Linked DNA regions of Sus scrofa: regions 2, 3 and 4 are each linked to region 1. The links are chromatin contacts, called in public Hi-C maps. All regions are on one chromosome and are shown on one strand. The core of a region is the stretch at or near the end of the contact, and the rest is flanking DNA. Distances in the headings are between cores, read along the strand shown.

Region 1 (3,634 bases), core at 1,014-3,513:
TCGGACAAATTCTTTCCCTTACGGTCTCAAGGAAGAACAGGCTACTGCGTTTTTATTCATCATACATTATTTTACTCATTCTGTGTCTGCTTTACCATTGTTGCTAATGTGAAATATATAAATAAATACTCTAAAGACTATTCCTCTGGTTTGGCTTTTGCACCACACACAGTTCATAAAGAGGGAATCTTAGTTCTTTTTTTCCAGGAAGTCCAGAGTGTGTAGTTCCCAAGCTCAGCCAGGAGGTGGCAGTCGTGACCACTGAGAAAACCCTGACGCTCGGCCTCCATCAGCTTCTCATTGCCCAGCGGATGCTTCCTGGACCTAATCTGATTCTTAGGAGAGCGATTTCCTACTTACACAAACACCAGCCCCAAACAGAAACTAACCTCATCCTGCAGATAAAGAATGTTTGTGCCTCACAAGTTGTCAGACTCTCTTCGTTACAGCCAGACCCTCTGTCAGTAGCATCCCAGCAGCAGGAGGCAGCTGTGCATTGGGGGAGCAGAGTAAGCACCGCCCCCCCACACACACTGAAGCCCCCTATCTTATCAGATGGGCCCTGGGGGTCGGGGGAAGGACTCAGCGGGGCTGCCAGACGGATCCCAGCTCCAGGAAGCCTGAGCATGCTGGAGGATTCCGCAGGAAATAACAAGAAGCTGGGAGGCGGTGGGGTTGAGGGAGCAGCGCTGTGGCCGAGCCCTGAGCCACTCAGACAAGGTTTTTTCCAGCAGCAATGCCCACGTGTCTTCCTCTTGCAAGCACAGGTCTGATGGGCTTTCCCAGGATGTGTTTGATTGAAATGGATTTTTGCCACCTTCTCAGAGACAGGACTAGGGCCCTGCTCAGACAGCGGTAGGCTCTGGAGGCTTGCGGAAGCTGTTTAGAGTCCAGACCTGACCCCAAGGGTCAAAGACTGTAGTCGGGGTGAGAGCACAGACGGACGGAATGTGGACGTGATCCTGGAAAGAAGATAGAGGAGTCCCCCCCCGTCCCCAAACCCCAGCCTCCAGCCACTTTCACTGTGTGGCTCAAAACATATTGAGAAGAACAGAAATGGCCCTTAGGCTCCTCCATCCACTGCAGGCTTGCAGGGGACACGGCCCCCAGCTCCGTCAAGTCCCTGCCCAGACAAAAGACGGCGGAAGATCTCGTGGGCTGTGGCAACAGAGGGACCTGGCCTGAGGATTCGGAGAAGCAGCATAAGCCTCTGTTTCCTGGGGTGTTAAGCAGGGGCAAAGTCCGGACCGTGGGCGGGGCCAGGGCTGAGAAATGAGGTCAGACAGTTAAGTCCCTAGGACAGGGCTTGAGCGTTTGGGAAACTGGTTACAGACACTCAGCCCAGGGAGTGGCCACACAACAGAGAAAACTCACCAGCAGAGGCTGAGCGAGTCCTGGGCTTGTCACACCCATGGTTCTGTAAAGAACCAGCACACACACACACACACACACACACACACACGCGGCTCCTCCTCCATCCTACACACACCCACCAGGTCTGCCTAGAGCCACATCTTTGCTTCCAGCAAGATGCCCCTGGAGGTTTTCTCTTTTCCATCTGCCTGAAAATGGTCCAGAGTGTCCAGCGGGGGTGCAGTCCCCGCCCCCCGGGAGTCTGTACACCTGGGATGCCCTTGACTCTGGTCCACCATCCAGGGCTTACCCCAGCAGGCCGCTGCTTCCCCTGCAGCCAAAAAGAGTCACCTGCTGAGTGGGATGAGTGACTGGAGATGCTTGCCTCTATGGCTTCCGACTCGGAGACCGAGCCTCAGCTCTAGCACGCACTGGAAGCCAGGAAAGGAAAGGTCTCCTGCAAGGTTCGAGAGAAGGTGGGAACTCATAGGAGCCACTGGAGGAAAAGCCACTGCCATAAACACCACTTCCCACCTGCTGGCCCCTGAGCAGGAGCCGGCTCCGGCCCCAGGCGACCCTGGCGGCTGCTGCGGGGCCTGCTTGCTCTTCTCGCAGCTTCTGGGGAGAATCTGCACTATTTACAGCTGCCCTGGAGCTCAGCCTTTGCCCAGATCGATTCCAAATGCCTTCCTGACTGAACGGGGGCACCAGATGGGTCAGCCTTCTGTGTCTGAGCTTCCAAAGCTCTGCAAGAGGGTCTCCCAGGAGGCAGGAGGCAGGAGGCAACCGCCAGGCCCAGACTCTCCCAGTGTAACTGGGTTCGTGTGACAGAGCCTGGGAGGCCCTGGCTCACGGCTCCCTCAGCCCCGGATGTGGTTTGGAAAGTTGGTCTGGAATGTGTTTTCCCATCAAAACAAGGAAGTTTGGACAGTACGTTCGCAGGACTCCCTGAAAGCCAGTCAAACCCACTCTGGGCATTTTGCGCAGAGACCAGGGATCCAGGGAAAAGCCTGACACGTTGGGGGAAGGGGGAGACTGGACTGAGGTCAGATTTGGGGTGGGGGGAGTGACAAGATGGGCGGGGGAATGGAGAGGGAGCTGGGGGGGCACACAGAGGCCAGGCCGGATTTGGGGAGCCACTTAGGATTTTGATTTCCCTCGAAGGCAGGGGGACACCATTCAAAGGTTTGACACAGGGGAGCCACCCAGCTGCAAAGCGTGAAACCTTCCTCCTTCAAGACCCCCTGGGTGGGGGTGGGGACAGTGGCTGTGAGCTCAGCAGTGGGGGAGCATGCACTTGGGAGGAAGCTCTGGGCTCCCCCCCCCCACCAGGGGCCCCTGAGCATCTGGGCTTAAGCTTGGAGGGGGAGGTGTGTTTGTGCAAAAGGCCCACAGACGCCGAACCCCAGATGCGGGCTGGTTTTAGGTGGGGGCAGGTGTCCATAAACCAGGAGGCATCTGCGTTCTGCTTTCTTAAAAATGCCATTTTAGAGTTCCTGTCGTGGCTCAGTGGGTTAAGAACCTGACCAGTATCCGTGAGGGTGCAGGCTCGCTCCCTGGCCTCGCTCAGTGGGTTAAGGATCCGGCGTTGCCGTGAGCTCTGGCATAGGTCAAAGACACAGCCCAGATCTGGCGTTGCTGTGGCTGTGGTGTAGGCCGGCAGCTGTAGCTCCAACTCGACCCCTAGCTTGGGAACCTCCATATGTGGCAGGTGCAGCCACAAAAGGAAAAGAAAATGCCATCTCCCCCTGGCCTGGGAACGTCAACCAGCCTAGACACAGTGGCTCCATGGCTGTGCCAGGACTGAAAGAATATGGCACCAAAACGAAGAGTCTGTTTTCTGGAAGGCATTTGTTACCGCCAAACCTGGGACAAAACCAAACTCCACTGCGCTTCAAGCCAGAATAGATTAACTCTTCCTCGTGCCCAGATACAACCTGTACTCCCCCCTGTGAGCCTGTGGGGAGTCCCTTAAAGGTGACAGGTTACATGATCACAGTGTTTTTCCAAAAGGAAAGATAGTATAAATAAATACACCTGCAACGCCAATGATAACATTAAGTTTTTCTGTTTAAATAGATTAATAAATAAGTCCGCAGGGTACAATCAAGGTTGCTTAAGGTCGTGCGTGTCCCTAAGCACGAGTTAGTCAGTGTGAGAGCAGACAGGCCAGGCTTTTGTTTTGTTTGTTTGTTTTTTGTTTTGGGGGGTTTTTTGGAGTTTTGTTTGTTTGTTTGTTTTTTGTTTGTTTTAGGCTTTTGAATTTAAAGGTTTTTATCTA
Region 2 (3,615 bases), core at 306-2,805, 450 kb after region 1:
GATCACAACTCACTGTTCCAGCTTCTGACGTGTTTTCTTCTTGGCCTGGTTCTCCTGTTCTCAAACTCACCTGATGTTGCTTTTTTGACAGTAAAATAGTATAGGTAAAAAGAAAAAGTGTTCTCTTTTTACTTAAAACAGAGCCTGAGTCTTTTTTTTTTTTTTTTTTTTTTTTTTGCTTTTTTCTTTTCTGGCTGCCCCATGGCGTATGGAGTGCCCAGGCCAGGGATCAGATCCAAGCCACAGTCACAACCTGCACCGCAGCCGTGGCAACAGCAGGCCCTTAACCCACTGCCTGGGGCTGGGGATTGAACCCGCGTCCCAGCGTTCCAGAGACGCTGCTGATCCCTTTGCACCACAGCAGGGACTCCAGAGCCTAAATAACTATTAAGTGTTCTGCTCAACTTTTGGTGGAAAGCGAGAAATAACGTGAAGGTGCACAAAGAACATTAAAATGCTTACCCAAAAGGCATGATTTTTTTTTTCTTTGATGAGGGCGTGTTCATAAAGTTAGCAGGAAACACGGGGGACTGGGCTTCTCCCCTTCCCCCCTCAGCCCACGTGGAGCCCCCTAGAGGTGCCCAGGCCGGGTGTCCGAGTCTGCTTCCCTGGTTTTTCATGGTCCCGGACACCGGTGTTCTTAGAAAGCTCCTCTGGTGACCACCACTCAGGAGGGAGCACATGGCCCCTTTCTCTGGTTACTGGGGTGCGGGGACTCAGGCAGAGGTTGCACACGATGTGCTGCAGGTGAGCGGCGCCCCCGGAGTTGTGTGGCCAGCAGTGCTTCCTCTCCTGCGAACCCCAGATGCCTGGCCCGTGCCATCTGTGCCTGGGCTTGTGCGCCTGCTCTGGTTCTAGGGTCCCTTGATGGCTCACCTCAGTCTAAACAGAAGGCCTCAGGCCCCGTTCAGTGTTTTGAGGGAGCCGTGCTTGTTGACTTCCCTGCCAGGTCTTGTGTGTGTGCCATTGCGGAGCCCTGGGGTCCAAGGGACAGCAGTGCTGGCTGCAGCTCCGCGTCCTGCTCGTGGGTACACGGAACCCTTTCCCTGCCAAGTCAGAACCTGGGACCCCGGCATGTGGCCGTTGGGGGAGAACTGAAGAATCAGCGAGGCCGTAGAAAGCACACCTCTGTCCTGCAGCCCGCACACTCCCTCTCCCAGCCGCCCCCTCTCCTTCCCTGCTCTGTCCGCACTCTGCCATTCCTTTGCCCCCTCGTCCATCCTTGCAGACACGGGGCCAGGGCTGAGGAGCCTGCGACAGGAATCCAGACAGAAGGAGAGGAGAGGCCAGGGTGGGTGTCGACCGGGGAGAGGCTGGCAGGTTGCCCGTCCTTGGGGTCGGTGGCGTTGGGGGGCACTCGGTGACGTAGCTGCACATGCGGGTTGCCGACTGGAGCACGTGGTCTCTGATTAGACTCAGGGACTGGTTGGTCACTGATCCGCCGCCAGCAGGAGCGTAGAAAGCAAAGAGACAGAGAACCTTTGTCCCCTGTCTGCCAGCAAGGACCACGGTGACCTTGGGCAGAGGTCAGACGGGAGGCATCCTGGGAAGTCAGAACTCAGCGCTTCCGGTGCAGGTGGGAGGGCCAGACCCACAAGGTCAGGAAGGGGACCAGCCTCCGAGACATCCGGGGGCCTCAGGATTCCTCCAGGAGGCCCGGGCGTTCCCCCTCGCCCCATGTCCCTGGCACTTGCCAGGCCGGAAGTGACCTCGTCAGGCCTCCTCTCGGCTGTGCTGAAATCCCTTCTCTCACTTTCGTTGTTGTTGTTGTTGTGTGAGGTTTTTAATTGTAACACTGTTATTTTACTTATATGTATCTTGCTTTCATTGCTGACTTTTAGTATTTTGAGGACAAAACCTTTATTTTGCCCGCTCAGAGCAGGGGAAGGTGACCACTGGAGTTGTCGATGTTCTCAGTGTATTTTTTAATGTGTTTGATTTATTTTCTTGAAAGAAAGGGTGGAGGATGGGGGAAAGCAAATGCCAGTAACCTCAGGAGAAGGAATCGTTGCAATAGAAAGCCAGATAAATATGTATTTTTTTTCCTGCTTCAGGTCAGAAACCCTTCCCTTGTCAAAAATGCGGTGCCTTCTTTTCCACCAAATCTAACTGTGAACGCCACCAGTTGCGCAAACACGGAGTTACGGCCTGTTCCCTGAGAAGAAACGGGCTTATCCCCCAGTCCAAAGAGAGTGATGTTGGAGCCCATGATAGCACAGGTAGTGCTTCCAGGTGATGCAGAGACAGGGCCAGAGGAGGCGCCGCAGGTGCGCTGCCAGAGAAGGTCTGCCCCCAGCCCCAGCCTGTGCCCATTGTGGCTGCTGGCCCCTGGCGTGGGCCGCACAGGCAGGCCTGCAGAATAGCGCTTCGCAGGAGCACTTCGCAAGGGCTGTGAGCCCCCTCGCCTGGTGTTTTCTGAAAGCCAGCCCTGCTGGCCGCCCCCTCCAGCGCAGGGGTGGGCCCGCTCAGACCTCAGGGTGCTGCAGGAGCTAGTGATGCCCAGCCCGCCGCAGGGAGGCGGGGCAGGGGCGGTATTCTCCTTTTCAGTAACTCTCTTCCCAGTAAAAAACTTGGTCGTGTTTGAAAAAGCACTCTGCATGTCCTTTCTTTAATCACATCTCTGCTTGACCTGAATCCGGGTATTATTCTCATGTGCTGATCTGTGCTTCCTTCCTCCAGCCCCTCCAGAGCAATTAACGGCTGCCCATGCGTCTCCTGCCACCTTTTCTTCCCTTACAGCTTCTGTATTTACTCACGTGCTCTGTTCAGTATATGCCATTATCTCCGGCTGCTGGGGTCTTGTGTCCCCTACCCCCCAAAACAAACAAACCAAACACCGGCTGCTGCGGGTTTCTCGGACACAGGGCTGTCTGGCCTCTGCTGAGTGACTGTTGCAGGTACAGGTTCAGTTTGGCAAATCTTGAAAGTTTGGACACGTCCCCATGTTTTGAAGCTGAGGCGAGTCCCCAAAAATGTATTTTTCTAGGGTTGTGACTGAGTCCTTGAGATTGGACAGGGTGGGGTGCTGTGCTGTCTGGGGGTCTCCTCCTGCACTGCGTCAGTGTGGACGGGAGCGGGGGGAGGGGTCACACTTGGGGCCGTCAGACCCTCTTAGGGTTTGGAAGTGGGGGCCATTCTGCCGCCTCCCCCCTCCAGCTACCCGATTCACATGACTGGCCAGGATCCTTGAGGAGAGAAAGGTCTTACTGTGACTTGGGTGCCCTTGGGCCTGAGGTCACAGGGTGACTTGCTCTTCAACTCCAGAAGAGTGGCAGGAGGCTGGCACTGCCCACCTTGGTCTCAGACAGCCCCCTGTGTCTGGCCCCCTTTCTCCCAGCCCACCTTCAGAAAGCAGCTGAGTGACGGTCCCATCCTGGTCCCGAAGGTGGGGACAGCCGCACATAATTGAGGTGGCCGAGGGGAGCCCACGCTTGCGGTCAAGTCCTGAAGTGTAACAGCCACGTGCTGGATGCACACTTTGGGCCCCTATCTTTTTTTTTTTTTTCTTTTTTTTTTGTCTTTTGGCTTCTTAGGGCCACACCTGCAGCATATGGAAGTTCCCAGGCTAGGGGTCAAATTGGAGCTACTGCTGCTGGCCACAGCCACAGCCACACC
Region 3 (3,582 bases), core at 951-3,450, 490 kb after region 1:
ACCTTAAGAGTCTTACATTATTTAGACGTTTGCAAGCCAGGTCCCGGGTTTTGTTCTCCCCCCATTATCTTCTAAGGCTGCTCTTACGGACACAGATCAGCTTGACCACAAACCTGCGTTCCTTTCTGACAACCAGCGTCCTGGTTATAGATCAGGTTGCTCTTCACTAAGCTGGAGAAACTAGTTCCAAGGAAAGTGGGATTTTATCTAATAAACTTAGAGCAAATGTATTGATTTTACAGCTATAAACGATGCCGTCCAAAACGGTAATAAATTACTTCAAGTGTATCTGGAAGTGACATCAGTTTACCAAAATCTCACAGAAATGAGGTGTACTGCCAAGTTCACGGGCTAAAAGATGACACCAAATCCATTTTCCTTCGCACCGAGAGCACGGAGGCGAGTGCACCGCGAGAGATGACGGTGCGCGAGCCTCATGAACCGCTCGCTCAGCTACTGCCGCGCCTCCAGGACCACAGCCACGAAGGGACGGTCCCACGTCCCCACCTCTTCCTCCCCACAGAGCCCAGACTCTCGACTCCTGGCTCCTGCACTGCCAATTCACCTTTAAGCCTGGCTTTAAAAAATTTTTTTTGTCTTTTTGTCTTTCATAGGGCCACACGCGTGGCATAGGGGTCTCATCGGAGCTGTAGCCACCGACCTACACCAGAGCCACAGCCATGCCAGATCCGAGCCGCGTCTGCGACCTACACCACAGCTCACGCCGGATCCTTAACCCACTGAGCGAGGCCAGGGATCGAACCAGAAACCTCGTGGTTCCTAGTCGGATTCATTAACCACTGAGCCACGACGGGAACTCCTAATTTTTTTTTTTTTTTTAAGATCTAAATTTGCCCTTTCTTCCTATTAAAGTCCTATTTTCTGAAAATTATTTAAAATTAAAAACGACACTAAAGCCAATGTTCCTTCATTCTGATTTTTTACCCCCCTCAGGCTTCTACCATGGAGGCCCCTTGTCCCTTCCCCCACTGCAAAGGGACAGGGACAGTCCTACAGCAAGTCGCTACGCTAAGACCGTGAAATGAACGATGCAGCTGCACAACCAAGGTGAGAGCCGTGCTTTATGGACACGTCCTTCCTGCCGCACACCCCAGGGACAGGCTCGATACTCCAGATCCTTGGTTTGTTTTACTGACTCTGGAACCAGGCTGTTCAAAAGGTGAATTCTGAAACCATGACTGGTGTAGCAAATTAATATATCAGAAACAAAAACTTCATCCAAATATTTACATTTTAAAAACATTTAAAAAAACAGGCTACTTATTAAGTGTGCTTGAACAAACCATGTGTGGAAGTGAATTCCATTCATTATGGAGTTTCTGGGAACACTGAGAGCACAGAGGCCCTGAGAGCTGAGGAATTAAGAGTTCTCCAGTGTTCCCAATCTCTGCTAAAAACACAACGTGACACACAACCGCCGAGGTGCTAACGTCACCGCCCCCCCCGCCCCCCGAAAAGGAAGGGCCCCTGCAGAAGGCAGGTGGCTCAGCAGCGGGAAGGCTGGTGCCCTCACTCGGCATGGCCTCGCCACAGAGCCCGTGACACTCTGCAGAGGTCGGGTGAATGTGCCGAGCCCCACCTCGCTCCATCACACCCCAGTACCTTCACGAACCTGGACACTCACAGAAATGTTTGGAGAGAGATTCCTTGAGAAGGTGGAGGGTCTGAGAGTACATCAAGCAAAAACCAGGCCGTTCCTTGGAGCTCACAGAGCTTTTCCACAATAAACGACTGATCATACAGCCCAATTAAAAACTCAAAGACTTTACATTACAAGTATAGAAAGTTTATAGCTCAGCGCTGCCAAGAGAGTTCATTTAACACCTCAGCCCCTACTTGCAAAGCGGTTGACAGCTATACAATGACTTCTGCTTTATTGTCGCTGGCTTTGGCTCTGATGTTTAAATACTGCAAACAACCTGGGAAGCTGTTTCACGTGTGTGTTCTGTGTGTGTGTGTGTGTGGGCGCGGGTGCAGGTGGGGATCATAACAAAGCAGGGTCAGGTCATCACGATGAAGACAGGCCAGGAGCTGAGTAGCCACTGAAAGTCCATTTACCATCACTTCCTTACACAGCACATGTGAGAGACTACGGCTTAAGGACAGAGGGAGAAGGCCTCTCATTTGTTCGTGTCGTTTACGCCACGACTTTCGCAGTCTGACAACGAGGCCAACCTAACGCGCTGCCTAGGGCAAGGGTCACCGAGAGCAGAGTGACGAAGTCCAGCTCGGTTCGGTTCTGAGACCTTCAGTGCTTAAAATTTTGCAATCTTTCAGGTTAACACCACCGAAAACCAACAACCCCAAACCCAAAAGGTCAGATAAAAACAATGAGTTAACCACCAGAAATGACCCAACTCTTTAACAGATCAGGCCCTGCTGGAATTGTGCTTAGTCTGTAGACCCCAAGGCACCTCTTCTTAAGCAAGATGCTTCTCTGAAGGCGAAACATGATCTCTTAGAAAACCAGGCTGGTCTTACAGTCGCTCTGGAGCTACCCCTCGGGTCCGAAAGAACAATGGACAACGACTCAGAGTCTACAAATGTACCATTTTTTTTCAGAGAGCGCGGGGCTGGTTTTACATGTCCAAACCGGAACTGTCAAGTTGCTGGAACTCAGGGGGAAGTCCTCCGAAGGTGCGTATTCTAGCAACAGCCGCAAAGACCCAGACAACTTCATTGCTAAGAAGCAGCTATTCCTGTCTGTGCCTTTAGATGCTGGTTGTAAAACAGCAGCAGTATGCTAATTGTGCCCGCCGTTGGGATTTGAGCTATTCTAAGGAAGAAGCACTGTTCTCTTTGAGCCAGTCTGGGAGGACACCTGCCATCACACTGGGCAACCAGGGGGCCTGGGGGGAGACGGTCGGGAAGCGTCCGAAGGACCAGAGACCAGAGCGTGGTGCTCAGCATTCTCAAGGCGCCCGGGCCGCCCAACGGGGCGCCGCGAGACCCGCTGCTCACACACATGCACACGCACACACACAGTTTAATGGTTTAAAAAAAACCACATTTGTTACTTTAGAAAAATAAAAATGCAGTGCATTTTCCACAATATTATCGCCACAGACTCTGATTGCTCAGTCCACACATAAGCAGCAGTTGCCGTCTATGGTGATATGGCTTCTCTGCACTAATTCCCATCAGGCCGAAACACATTAGGGCAGGTTAAGTAAAGACCAAATTGTTGCACAAAGAACATTTACTCATCAGATCCCACGGATCTCTTCTGTGCCCGTTTCCTGGGCAACCTTCTCGGTGAAGCTTTATCTGGAAGAAAAGACAACGTTTTAATTTGTCTGTTATACGTGTTCAATTCAAAAGCATTTCCTCCAACTTTACCACGAGGTTCAAAAACCGAACACACACACACGAGAGAGATCATCTAATAATAAATGTCTCTGACCCAGCACAGGTTTTTTTAAGCTATAAACAGTCCTTCAAGAGAGAACTCAAAATGAAACTTTACATACTGCAAGGTTGCTAAATAAACTTAAAAACAAGAAAAAAAAATGTTTTGGTTAAGTTTGTATGGTGACAGATGGTAACGACTTGGCATAATGG
Region 4 (3,270 bases), core at 354-2,853, 290 kb after region 1:
ATTCCGTCACAATGCTCACAAAGCCGGACTGGACAGATGCCTTTAGGCAAGTCTGCATAACCTAGTCTTGGTGATTCGCAACCACCTTAGCACACAGAACACTCTGGAAGGCCTTGCTATAAAGCTATGTGTTGCATGTCTTTGTGGTATAACGAAATAAACTTAACTCAGCATCTCTCCAACTTCCTTATTTCATGTCCCCCTAAGAAAAACGCTGCCAATTAAACTAGGGCTCAAGGATGCCATCAAATAAGACATTAGAGATGGGGAAATACACGCATCTTGGAGTCAGTGAAATGTAGTGTATGACCGCAGGACTGTTTTTCAAACATCACCTATGATCATCACCACGCCTAAAGAACTTTTGAAGTTAAAAAAAGAAATACAGGGAGTTCCTGTTGTGGCGCAGAGGAAACAAATCCGACTAGTATCCTTGAGGATGCGGGTTCGATCCCTCTCCTGGCTCCATGGGTTAACAATCCAGCATTGCCAAGAGCTTCGGTATAGGGGGCAGACTCAGCTCCGATCTGGCGATGCTGTGGCTGTGGTGTAGGCAGGCAGCTACATCTTGGATTTGACCCCTAGCCTGGGAACTTCCATGTGCCACAGGTGTGGCCCTAAAGAGCCAAAAAAAAAAAAAAAAAGAGAGAGAAGAGGAGTTCCCATTGTGGCGCAGCGGAAACGAATCCGACGAGGAACCATGAGGTTGCCGGTTCGGTCCCTGCCCTTGCTCAGTGGGTTAACGATCCGGCGTTGCCCTGAGCTGTGGTGTGGGTCACAGACATGAGTGGATCTGGCGTTGCTGTGGCTGTGGTGCAGCCCGGCAGCTACAGCTCCGATTCGACCCCTAGCCTGGGAACCTCCATATGCCGCGGGTGCGGCCCTAGAAAAGACAAAAAAAAAAAAAAGAAAGAAAGAAATACGTAGTTGGCCCTTCCTGTAACCTGCAGATTCAACCAAGCTTGAATAAAAAAGATTTGAAAAAGATTCTGGAAAGTTTTAAAACTTTCATTTGCTAAAGGCCAGCAACTCTCTATAAAGCAGTTAATGTGTTTACACTTATTCGTGTTCCATTGGGTGTTGTAAGTAGCCTAGAGCTGATTTAAAGGACAGGGGAGATGCGCACAGGCCATATGGCAACACTACACCATGTAATAGGAGTCTCCAGCGTCCCTGGATTTTGGTATCTGCCTGGAGTTCCTGGAACCAATCTCCATGGTAACAAGGGACCACTGTACCGGTCACTCGTTTTGGGGTGCAAAACACCAAAAAGTCACCTTTTTAAAAAAGTAAGTTCCAGGTCTACATCATCGCCTAACTGTCCAGCTGTCCTCAGTGAGCATGCAAATCTCTTTAAACGAAGATGTCACGCAATTAAATCATTCAGCCGGTTAACAGCCTGCTCCACGCCGGTAGTAGGTAGTATAACTTTCACTTGAAACAACCCCTTTGCCTCTCAAGAGCCCCACACCCAGAAGTGACTCAATTTCATAACGCCACCATTAAAATCCCTAGCACTTTCCAAGCAACAGGCTTGGGCGTAAAGCATCAGTAACTCCACAGTGAGTCAGATGAAGTCTGTGAGTGTCGGTGGGGGAGGTTGCAGGGTTCCCAGATCAGCTTCCAGAGAATGGGTGCGGCCGAAGGCCGGGCTCGGCAGGCTCCCGGTGCATAACTGCGAGGGCCCGGCCAAGTCAGCCCGCAGGGCTTTGGGGCCCGCGTGTCCCACCCCAGGCTGGCCCAGGCGCCCCACCTGCCCCGCATGCGCAGGTTTGGCCCCTCTGAAAGGCTCTCTGGACGCACATCTGGGGCTTTCCCCTGGCCTTCGGGCTGGCAGGACCCCGCAGGGCCTCGAGCCGGTCCTCGGGACCGGAACGAACGGCCACTGACCCCGGGAGGCCCGGGTCACCATCACCCTCGCCTCCGCCCCCCACCCCTCCCGGGGCCGCTCTCCACCGCCGGCCTCCCTCGGGGCCGGAGGGACACTTGTGCGAGCTCGGCCGCGCTCCCCGGGACGCCGCATCCGCAGCCGCTGCGACGCGGGCAGCCCGGGATGGCCCGCGCGGCCCTCTCCTTCTCTATCCACCCGGCAGTTTCCATGGCTCCGCCGCCATCCTCCGCCCCCTTCCCCGCGCGGAGCCGGGCGGCGGGCGCGGCCGGCCCGGTGGGGGCGGCGGGGGGCGTGCCCGGCGCGGGGACCCGGGCGGCGCTCCCCAGCCGCGGGGCGCGTAGAGGCGCCCCCAAGCCCTCCCCCACGCCCCGGGCGGCCTGCCCCAGCCCGCTCGCCCGCACCCGGTCCGCTCCCCGCCGGGCCCGGCGCCGGGGCCCCAGGCGCAGCGCAGCCCCCGGCCCGGCCGGCGGCGCGGGGGAGGGGCGCGGCGCAGGCAAAGTTGCTGAGTTGCTTTGCTCGCTCAGAAGTTGCAGCTGAGACGGCAGCTTCCCGCCCCCTTCCTGGACTCGGCGGCTCGGAACACACACCCCGCCCGTCCTCACCCGCTACCTGCCCTCGCCCCCGCCGCCCCGGCCCGGACTCGGCAGCAGCCCCTCCCGGCGCCCGCGAGGAGCCCAGGTTTCCAGCGGAGTCGGGCAGGGGGCGGGCGCACCCCACCTCCCCGTGCCGCCCGGGGGAGGCGGGGGAGCGGGGTTGGGGTGGGGGCAGGATCCCCTCCGCCCGGTCGCCTCGCGGCCGCGGCGCTTTTGCAGTTTGCAAAGCCGAGCAGCTGGGCAGGGGTCGCCCACCGGCCCCCGCGCCCTGCCTGGCGAAGCGGGGTGTGCAGAGCGACACGCGGGCAGGGGTCCCATCCCCTCCCGCTGGGGCTTTCGCCCGGGAGGCGGGAGGGGCTCCGCCAGGGGCTGAGGTCGCCAACAGGTGCTCGCGAGCCCATGTGACGGGGGAGGGGCCGCGCAGGGGAAGCCGGGGTGGGGGCGGGGGCGGGCTCCCGCCTCCTCCGTCGCCTCCCCCTCCCCCTCGGTCCCCCGCGGAGCCCGGCGCCCGGCGCACCCCGCCCGCGGCGGCCTGGGGATGGCTCGCGGGTGGTTCTCCGAGCGCGGGTGCCCTCGCGGCCGGCCGGGAGGAGGAGCAGCAGGAGGGGGCGGGAGGGGATGCGAAAGTGGGTCAGGAATGTAACTGGACGCTGCGCACCCCCACGCACCCCCTCCCCCAGGGCCGGCCGCGCGGCCGCGCCAGCCTCTTGCTGTTGTGGTTCCCCAGCATTATCGGCGGATGGTTACCAGGGGTTCCCGAGGGATGTGTTTCCCGGTGACCCTTTG

Evidence for each region. Hi-C and Micro-C count contacts between places; a contact is called where the count stands out from the background.
Region 2: a contact with region 1 is called in a Hi-C map of liver, with 2.8 times the contacts expected there. The contact joins two enhancer-like sites. A contact is called at or near these places in 12 of 47 Hi-C or Micro-C datasets (alveolar macrophages, embryonic fibroblasts, epiblast stem cells and 8 more) and 2 of 2 datasets of contacts at active chromatin or transcription factors (alveolar macrophages and skeletal muscle).
Region 3: a contact with region 1 is called in a Hi-C map of liver, with 2.9 times the contacts expected there. The contact joins two enhancer-like sites. A contact is called at or near these places in 1 of 47 Hi-C or Micro-C datasets (liver) and 2 of 2 datasets of contacts at active chromatin or transcription factors (alveolar macrophages and skeletal muscle).
Region 4: a contact with region 1 is called in a Hi-C map of retroperitoneal adipose tissue, with 1.7 times the contacts expected there. The contact joins two enhancer-like sites. A contact is called at or near these places in 2 of 47 Hi-C or Micro-C datasets (embryonic fibroblasts and retroperitoneal adipose tissue) and 1 of 2 datasets of contacts at active chromatin or transcription factors (alveolar macrophages).

What each region holds. Positions count from the first base shown.
Region 1 is chr7:4,176,373-4,180,006 of Sscrofa11.1, forward strand. No RefSeq gene overlaps it. Among named protein-coding and RNA genes, the nearest start is that of LY86, 70 kb to the left of the region's middle. Within about 2 kb of position 2,264, at least 39 of the 83 cell types and tissues checked have an H3K27ac peak or open chromatin away from gene starts, as enhancers often do. A contact at or near this core is called in alveolar macrophages, liver, retroperitoneal adipose tissue and 1 more, where this site is marked.
Region 2 is chr7:4,627,941-4,631,555 of Sscrofa11.1, forward strand. RREB1 (ras-responsive element-binding protein 1) reads left to right here. Exons shown (of 16, transcript XM_005665552.3): 13 at 2,055-2,219. Among named protein-coding and RNA genes, the nearest start is that of SSR1, 56 kb to the right of the region's middle. Within about 2 kb of position 1,556, at least 15 of the 83 cell types and tissues checked have an H3K27ac peak or open chromatin away from gene starts, as enhancers often do. A contact at or near this core is called in liver, retroperitoneal adipose tissue and subcutaneous adipose tissue, where this site is marked.
Region 3 is chr7:4,662,136-4,665,717 of Sscrofa11.1, forward strand. It overlaps SSR1 (signal sequence receptor, alpha), which reads right to left. Exons shown (of 9, transcript NM_001185167.1): 9 at 814-3,288. The coding sequence ends at 3,221. Among named protein-coding and RNA genes, the nearest start is that of SSR1, 22 kb to the right of the region's middle. Within about 2 kb of position 2,201, at least 2 of the 83 cell types and tissues checked have an H3K27ac peak or open chromatin away from gene starts, as enhancers often do. A contact at or near this core is called in liver, where this site is marked.
Region 4 is chr7:4,462,713-4,465,982 of Sscrofa11.1, forward strand. No RefSeq gene overlaps it. Among named protein-coding and RNA genes, the nearest start is that of RREB1, 48 kb to the right of the region's middle. Within about 2 kb of position 1,604, at least 63 of the 83 cell types and tissues checked have an H3K27ac peak or open chromatin away from gene starts, as enhancers often do. A contact at or near this core is called in alveolar macrophages and retroperitoneal adipose tissue, where this site is marked.